Regions from separate parts of the Hordeum vulgare genome. Here region 1 is linked to region 2. A link is a contact called in public Hi-C data. All regions are on one chromosome and are shown on one strand. Each heading gives the region's core, a stretch centred on a gene start, on an enhancer-like site or on the middle of the called end of the contact. The rest is flanking DNA. Distances are from core to core; before and after follow the strand shown. Region 1 overlaps LOC123407655 (protein TRIGALACTOSYLDIACYLGLYCEROL 2, chloroplastic-like). Region 2 holds the start of LOC123411762 (serine carboxypeptidase-like 51).

Region 1 (4,292 bases), core at 630-3,129, 670 kb after region 2:
GCGAGCTTAAAAAAAATAAGTCATCCCATAAATTTGTTGAGATTTTTAAATTAGTTATCCCATCACTAGTTTAGAAGGCTAAATGAATATGAGAGACGACTTATGAAAAATGTTGAGGGTAGGCGGCTTATTTTTTAAGCCACCAAGAAAAATGGCCCAAAATGAAGAAGGGGTATATTATTCATCTTTTTTGGAGAACGGTGAAATAAATAGTGCTCGAGGTTGAACAAAAACACCAATGAAACCCCGATACAAGGACCGTTGCCGATGCAGTAAAGATGATGCATAATCAATAATAATAGACAAATATAATAAATAGAGGTAGTTTGGATGCTACATCTTAACATGGCACAATTAACAAGAACAATTAATTCACGCAGGTGTATGGTCATGTCATGTACACCTGTGGAATTACTTTTTTAGGGAATATGCGGAGATTACGCCTTTTGATTTTATTTGATTCGTATACAAGATTTGTCTAAAGTTAAACATTATAAACTTTGATGTAGAAAAATATTAACATATACACCACTAAATCAATATCATTAGATTCATCACTGAATATATTTTATTATCGTAAATATTCATATTGTTTTCTATAAATTTATAAAGTTTGACTTCATTCAAAGCTAATATGTGCAGTAAATAAACATGAAGGGAGTACTTAATTATTAATCATAACAGACGAATAAACCAAAGGACTCTAAAAGAAAAAATATATAAAATTGTATCCTGTGAAATTCCTACAAAACCAAAGAAGGCCTAAACGGTCCTTCTCTGGTAGCTTGTTGGAAACGAGATGATAAACTTTTTCTTTCCCTTCTAGCAAGGCGAATAGTGCAAAGTGTTACTACCTTGATCAACACGACTTTCACACTTTAGCGGCAGGTGGCGGGAAGACGAATCCTAGTGCCTCGACTCTGGCTAGTAGATAGGTTATAGTTGTACTCCTCGCATGGTTGACCCTTCATATTCCAGTTAGTCTTTTAGGCTTCGAGTTCATCCATCATGACAGATTAGACAGACATAGATTCCTGACGGCTCCTTGGGGCAGCGATGTTAGGGTTTCTGATGATGTGTTCACAGTGGTGAGATTTGGTGCCGAGTGCAGATAGATTCAAGGGTTCAAAAAGGACCAACGGCGTTGGTAATTACAGGGCATGCATGAAGACTTATCGTCTTCCATCGACAAGATCAGGCCGGTTGGAACAGTGACAAAACTCTTCGCAAAAAAAAAAGGAACAGTAACAAAACGGTGCATGGTTGCATCGTTCTGGCTGCAGTGGCCGTTCAATGGTGCAGAGGCATCGATGTAATCTTTATTTCGTTTGGGTGCCTTTTACTTTTGATGAACCTTCGTAATGGATGAGAGGATCCTCTTCGGAAGCCAAAAGGAAAAAAAAGATGGGATGATGCACCGACGATTTTCTGCCTTTGGCTTGGGAAATACTTCAGCCATACAGAATCATTCTAGCAATTAAGCTAGTTGCAGTATGATGCAAGGAAGAATAATCAAACAGGATCCATCCAACAACGTACTAGACAAGATGCAAGGCGGAATGAATGGAAACGATTATTGATTGGCGCCTAGCGTGAACAGCCTGCAGCTTTGTTCTGGCTTGCACGCAATTGAAAAAAAAAAACTGTAGCATATTGCCGCTTACACCCGACGAGACACGAAATGGAAGACCACACGAGCGAAACTGGACCGATGCACCGTTGTCAGGTTACATTCGTCGCCTCGTTTGATTCCATTCCACCACATAAAACAAAGCAGAGAGCACAAGTCCAAGGATTGAGTTGATCGATGGTGAGATGCGCTACCAGTAGCTATTGGTCCTACTAGGCTGGTGCTTTGAATTGTGCCGCCCCGACGACGACAGACCGATCAACGAAAGCCACCGGTTAGAAACAATGGTAGTGGTATTCCTTGTTTACACTTGCTCAACCACAACCGTGCTGCACAAAAAACAAAACAAAAATGGGCCTAGCGTAACTCGACGACAACAATAAATACGGCTTTTCTTGCCAAGGATGCAGAAAAAAATTATCAGCTTCTCTTCTTAAAGATGCTCCAATGCCATCAGGACGGATGGCCTACTCTACCAATATCCACGCTGTTCAACTGAGGTAAGGGGTCACAATAGTCTGCTGAGGGACTTGATCAGCAGCTTGATGTTCCGCCGTGTCGCCTCGTCGCCGGTGAAACCAGAGATGTCCGAGCTGATACTCTGAAAGTAACAGGTCAAAACATTGCATGCCTTCTCCCACTTTCACAAAAAACTAAAAATGCGGTTGCAGACCTCAATGTTCTTCAGAGTAAATATAAGGGTGAAAATAGACTGCTTGATTAGATCACTGTTCTCAGGGGTAAGCATGGAGGACTTCAATCTTCTGCACAAGGACAAGTAAAATAAAAGGCATTCCAAATGTTATAGGAAAGCAGAAATAGCAGTTGCTAGGATTTTCAATGCAAAGAAGCTTCTTTCCAACAAAATATTCTGGGTCCAGTTTTATCTCTTCATAACGCAAAGCAAGTTTTACCAAAATCAAATTTGATATGTGCAAGGAATATATTACAAGTGATGCTCTTAAGCACTACCTTAAATCACCAGATGCATCAGCCAGGCCTTTAGCTATAGTCTCCACATCCTTCACCAGATCACTATCACGCACCTCCGAGAGCAAAGGTTGAACTTCTTCAGCTAATGCTTCAATCTGTTTCATCACTAACATTTTAAGTTGATGCTTATGACATTTAATGGCAGAACAAGTGACCACCATATTTCTCTATTTTCTGTAAATAGAGTTAACGTCCAGTAAACTGCATATATGGAGAAAGCATCAGCCACCCTGCTTTTGCAAACAGAGAAGAAAAGCCTAACACCACATTCCAACTGAGTGGAGTCCCTTCTTCTCGATGATGGTCCTGAAACAGTGCTTGCCAAGCATGCTAGCCAGTGCCAGGGTAGGTATGCAACAGCGATATGATTGACCTAATCTTGAGATTGTCAGCAGTTCAGCCAAGTGGCACAGTTTTGACAGAGTTAGTTTTCAGCTCTGATATTGTAAATATGACCAACTTCTTTTTAGCGATTCCACAGACAGACCATGTTACTTGGTATGCATGCCCAATACCCATCATATGCAGGACACATATGGAAAGAATGCTGATACTTAGAGATGAGTAGCAAACTTATCATGTTATGCAGAATCAAACCCCTATAACTATAATAGTATCATATACATCTGGCAGTCAAGTCTTTCTTCCAAAATAAAAAGGAACTGATGTTTGGGAAATGAGAAAAGCTACCACAAAACTTCCAACTTGTCAGCCCGGGTCACTTGAATTTTGTACAACGAAATCCTATTCAGCAGTATTAAGTAAATGGATTGGTTTCGCCAGAGGATTCATAAAATAAATGTGCTAAACATATCAACTGTCACATAAGAATTCTATATCCTATATAACTAAATAGGCAATCCCCACTAAATTATTGAAACTTGCAGTTTTCCCCATCAAAGACTTAGCCATGGACAGGGGTGCGTGGAAGTTAGCTATCCACGTTCCAGAGCCATGACTTGGCTTCGAGATCTTATGGGTTTCAACTCTAGCCTACCCCAACTTGTTTGGGACTGAAAGGCTTGGTTGTTGTTGTTGTTGTTGTTGTTGCAGTTTTCCCCATCAACCCTGCAGGACCTAAACTCCACATTTCCCCCCGGGGGTCTTGATTACCAGTTTACCACTGCTTAGCTTTCAATTTGCCACTCAACATGCAACCATGCCACCATGCATGGGAAAAGGCACACCTCAACATGCAACCATGCATGCTACTTATATTCAATAAATATTTAACAAAAATATAGTAATCAAATATAATAAATTATATGTATGTACAGTTTTGGTTCTAGAGTTATTAATCCAAATATTCATGTTCCATACATCTAGATCTGATTGAAATATATTGCAGCCAATCCACGCAGCAATGCGCAGGGTATCATCTCTAGTTAGTAAGAAGAATGTACCCGTGAAAGGAGAGGTTGTGCTTCTTCCATTATAGATGCAACCTTTTCCGCCAACTTGAAGCTTTTATGAACACCAATTTCCTCCATGTCTCTTCCTAGACGGGTAAATATACCCACCATTGCATCTAAGCTTACTCCTGGCTGTCCTTTCATTCTCTCTTTGTCACAGAGGATTAAGCCTTCTTTGAAACAGTCTGCGTCCAGTGGACCAACTGAAGGTGTTGGGAGTGGATCTTTTGGTGTAATATCGATCATTGTCTCCATTA
Region 2 (4,513 bases), core at 329-2,828:
ACAGATGTATATAGACATATTTTAGAGTATAGATTCAATCATTTTGTTCCGTATGTAGACCCTTAATGAAATCGCTTAAAAGACTTATACTTAGAAACGGAGGGAGTACATACGAAACAAAACGAATGAATATACACTTTAAAATATGTCTATATACATCCATATATAGTTTATAATGAAATATTTTAAAAAAATTATATTTTAAAATGAAGCTCTGTTCTAAAATTTGTCTAAAAACGAATGTATCTAAATACTAAAATTTAACTAAGACATATATATCTAAACAAATCTAAGATAAGCAGTAGTTATTAAGGTATCAAGGGTCGGTTTTAACTTGATCGCGCAGAATTGGAAGGTTTTTCTACCTGTCGCATTGCCGCAGTCCCTTCTCGTCGATACGGGACAGTTGGTACAGTAACGGGCCCCATGACAACTGCGTCCAGTAAATCCTCTCTGTTAAATTACTCTACTTACTAGTCCATTCTGCAACCACAACACAGCACGGGACAGTCGTCAAGACTTACCACGGAGTCCTCGGGTGAAATCCAGCTATCCCCCAGGGCCACGCCTGCATGCGTTGTAGTCAATCAATGGATTATTAATACAGTACTAGATTAGCTGCTGCATCATGCATGATGGGATACCTCATCAATGGATTTGCAAAGCTACTGTACCTCCAAGCTTGGCGTTGAGATGTCCCTGGCGGATGGCCCTGAGCGCGGCGAGGGCGGTGGTGGCGGCGAACTTGCCGCCGTACGACTCGGCCACGATGTAGAGCGGGCTCCCCTGCAGCAGCTTCTTGTGCCGGTAGAGCTTGATGAGCAGCGCCGTCAGGTCGCGCGCCGCCTGCCCGTCCGTTTGCGCCATCAGGCTCTTGTTGCCGCCCTCCACGAAGCTGAACCCCGTGCCCACTGGGTTGTCCTGCACGGAGCAATCTCAGAAATCAACAACTAACCGGCAATGGCCATTGCCAAGCCCCACGCGAGGAGGAGGAAGAAGAAGAAGATGAACATACGACGAAGAGGAGGTCGGCTTTGTTGAGCCAGGTGGTGGCGCGGGGCTTGAGCTCCGTGTCCAGCGGCCCGATCTCCATGAAGTTGCCGTAACCCACCCCCGAAGCGCCCTGCAATGCATGCCAGATTGAATCATCAGCATGCTCATCTATGGAAGATTCTTTAATTCAATACTCACCGGGCCGCCCTGCAGCCACAGCACGGTCGGCCATGGCGCTGTGTCGTTGTCGACGCGGTGGGGGCTACGGTACAGCCACCAGAACATGTGCGCCTCTGCAGAGTTCAATTGTTAACCACGCCACCATGAATGAGCTACAAGAAGAGGAAACACTGATTCTCTTACTCGGCCGGACTTGCACGTATCCCCACTCCTCTGACCCATCGGCGGTGCCAGCGGCGGCGGCGCCGAAGGGCAGGAAGAGGAGGAGGGCGACGAGAGCGACGCCGGGCAGCAGGAGCAACCTCGCCGCTGCCATTGTGGTCGACAGGGACTCGTCGTCGACGACAGGAGCAGGACAGGACGCACGCTGGAGCACGAGGCCGTGTGGAGGTGGATATATATGGTGGTGCTGGGACGTTGTACACGGTATACGGGTAGTATAACAAGGACACCAAGGAGGGAAAATTCGTTTGCGTTTGTTTGTTGGAATCCCGTCCAGATGACACGACGTGTAAACTACTCCGATCTGGACTGGAATAAAATCTAGGTAACTCCTCGCAAGAATCCAGGAGGTATGGGAGCCGCTGCCGGCCGGACTTTCCCAATACGTAATCGGAACTGCCTTCCGTTCCAAACTCTCATCTTCTTATCTCATGAAACGGTTCTATCGGTACCATAACCATACGTGTACATATACTCGAGACTTCAGAGGGACATAAATGTTATTTTCTTTTTGCGGAAACGAGGGACATAACGGCATCTTTAAAACGGGTCCGCAAATCTTTCATAACCATTCGGATCACGAAAATCATCAAATGCCGTTGTCCATGGAACAGTTTGAATGTAATTTCTCCCATAAATCAGAAACAAATGTGGGAAAGGTTTGCGAAAGTTCGAACCGATACTTCGTGTGATTCTCACCGTCCTGGCCAACCAAAAACCCCTTCTTCTTCCGCGCGCTTCCCGCCAGACACGAGCTGCTCGCATTCATGCCGTTATAAATCAGGCTGCTCAACATTGAAGGCGGCTAAGGGCGGACACGACCACTCACTGCCTTCGTCATTGAAGCGGCCCACCGACCGAGGGCACCGACTGATGCACGTCCGCGTGAACAAACCCTCGCCGTATTCAAATGCCTTTATTAAACCCGTGTGGAAGCTAACAAACCTACTCCGACCACACATTTATTCATGAGTGAGCCGACACTAAACGCAACCCCGGCCGGCTCCTTCCATCCGCCCTCTATTTAAACGAGGCCACACGCCGGGCAAGAATCATACCCCTCCGCCGCTCCCCATCTCCTCCTTCATCATTTTTCCACTCTTTTGATGGCTTTTCAAGAACAGTTCTCCGACATACAAGCCAGAAGGGTAGCCCGTTGATCCTGTCGGATACGAGCACGCCCAAGGCAGCTCGCTGCTCTGCCTCCCTCGCCTAGCCTGACGGAGCCAATTGCCGCTCCAAGTTGGCGCGTGGTTCAGCAACTCGTCGTTCCAAGCCAGCTCGATAAGGAGTGGTGAGTTGCTCCACGCCGGCATGGCGGGTTGCACAGCGGTGATCGCGCCTTCCGTGCGTGTGGCTACGCCATGCGGGCAGAGACACAAGCCGAGTGTGCGGAAAGCGACGAGTCGGTGGCCAGTGCCTCCGCGTCCCTCACCATCATCGAGGAGAAGTAGAACACAGGAGGCCGCCGACATTTGGGGAGAGTACGTTCGATGGAATAATTTCTTAGATGTATTACTATAAGTGCATCTAGTGCCCCTTAGTGATTTTGGTGGTTTGAAGACTTATAGGTTAAGTACCTAATGTGTTTGTGAGTGTACACATGATCTATAAGTCACTGAGGAGTTTGAAACATTTGAGGAATATCGACCCCTAAAAATGTATATCTTCGGTTGAAGAAATTGGTCTGAAGCTGAAGAATTGAATCGCGAAGAATCCGCGATGAAATTGATATTCCTCATGAAGATATTGAAATTGAGGAATTCGGTGTGTCCTGAAGAAAATCATTCTGAAGATTTTGAAGCATGAAGATTTACTCTTTCTGTTTTATTCTCTTCATACTTGAGTAATAGGAACACCGTACTGTTAAAGGGGGTCGAAGTTACACTTTGGAATGAATTTCCTCATGATGCTCAACCCAAGCCTAATCCTACCAAAAGCCTCAAGTGAGGAATATGAGTGACATGAGGACTCTCATAGTTGCTAGTCTTGCACTTGCAACCACTTTCGTCAGCAAGTCAATCTTTAACCTTGAAGAAGATGATAACACCATCCACACTGATGACTATGCTGATGACTTCGCTCCAACCTATTGCTTCATGGCAAAAGGTTCAAAGGTACCGAATGTTGCTTCCTCCTCTGATTCAAGTGACTGTGAACCTGATGATTATAAAAAACCCAGTTACAGTAAACTTGCTATCATTGCCACTAAACAACAAACTGCCTTGGAAAAGCTTCAGAAACTGCTAGATAGAAGTGATGATCTGTTGAATGATGAAATGAATCTTACCCAAATCCTCACTGAAGATGTGAAAAGTCTTCAGTCTAGATTTGATAATCTTCAAGATCGTTATGATACCCTCCTCGCTGATCATGAGAAACTTTCCTATGAATTTCTTTAAAGGAAGCTTGTTCTAGAGAAGCTGAGGATTTCTCATGATGATCTTCGTATGGAAAATGATTCATTTCTAGCTCAACAGATCAGCGCTGCTCAAGCTGAATTCATTCCTCCATGTCTTAAATGCATTGAACGCGAAACTGCTAATTCTTCACCAGAATCACTTCTATTGCTACAAATTCTTCAACTGCAGCTGTAGTGTCTATTTCCTCACTTGAGGAAAACACAAATGTTACTGATGAAAATGCAGGGTTGAAGGAATTGTATGTGACAGGCATATAAAAAAGCCTCAGAGGACATCAAACCCTTTGTGATGTGCTCAAAAAGCAGATCTTGAAGGGGGACCCGAGGAAAGAAGGAATTGCCTTTGAGAGGAAATTAAATGCAGATGGATCTATTGGAAACCTGAGCAGTATCCCAAAACCTCATGGCTTCCTGCTACTGGGCCTCCTTTTGATCCATCCAATCTAACTGGTTTTTCATGTGAATTATCCTATTCCTCAGATGAATCATTTGACTCCAACTATAAACTGTTCAAAAATCAATCTGGTGAAGTATTTGCTCGATATGTTGGAGCTAACTGCAGGAATGGCCCTCCTTTGAGGAAAATCTGGGTTCCCAAAAGTTGTCTTGAAAATCTTGAGGTGAATGTCCTCATGACACCACAAATGAAGAATCTGAACCCCAGATCAAAATCCTCAGGAGGACCAAAGTCTTCAA

Evidence for each region. A called contact is a pair of places that touch in the nucleus more often than the background predicts.
Region 1: a Hi-C map of leaf shows a contact between it and region 2, with 4 times the contacts expected there. The contact joins the enhancer-like site here to the promoter of LOC123411762 in region 2. A contact is called at or near these places in 4 of 6 Hi-C or Micro-C datasets (leaf and seedling).

The regions. Positions count from the first base shown.
Region 1 is chr7H:258,117,077-258,121,368 of MorexV3_pseudomolecules_assembly, forward strand. LOC123407655 (protein TRIGALACTOSYLDIACYLGLYCEROL 2, chloroplastic-like) reads right to left here. Exons shown (of 5, transcript XM_045100841.1): 2 at 4,027-4,292; 3 at 2,603-2,718; 4 at 2,304-2,394; 5 at 1,561-2,231. The coding sequence ends at 2,139. Among protein-coding and RNA genes, the nearest start is that of LOC123413395, 15 kb to the left of the region's middle. Within about 2 kb of position 1,880, at least 2 of the 3 cell types and tissues checked have open chromatin away from gene starts, as enhancers often do. A contact at or near this core is called in leaf, where this site is marked.
Region 2 is chr7H:257,448,202-257,452,714 of MorexV3_pseudomolecules_assembly, forward strand. LOC123411762 (serine carboxypeptidase-like 51) reads right to left here and starts at 1,579. Exons shown (of 12, transcript XM_045104728.1): 1 at 1,357-1,579; 2 at 1,192-1,286; 3 at 1,016-1,123; 4 at 675-921; 5 at 525-568; 6 at 366-433. The coding sequence starts at 1,489.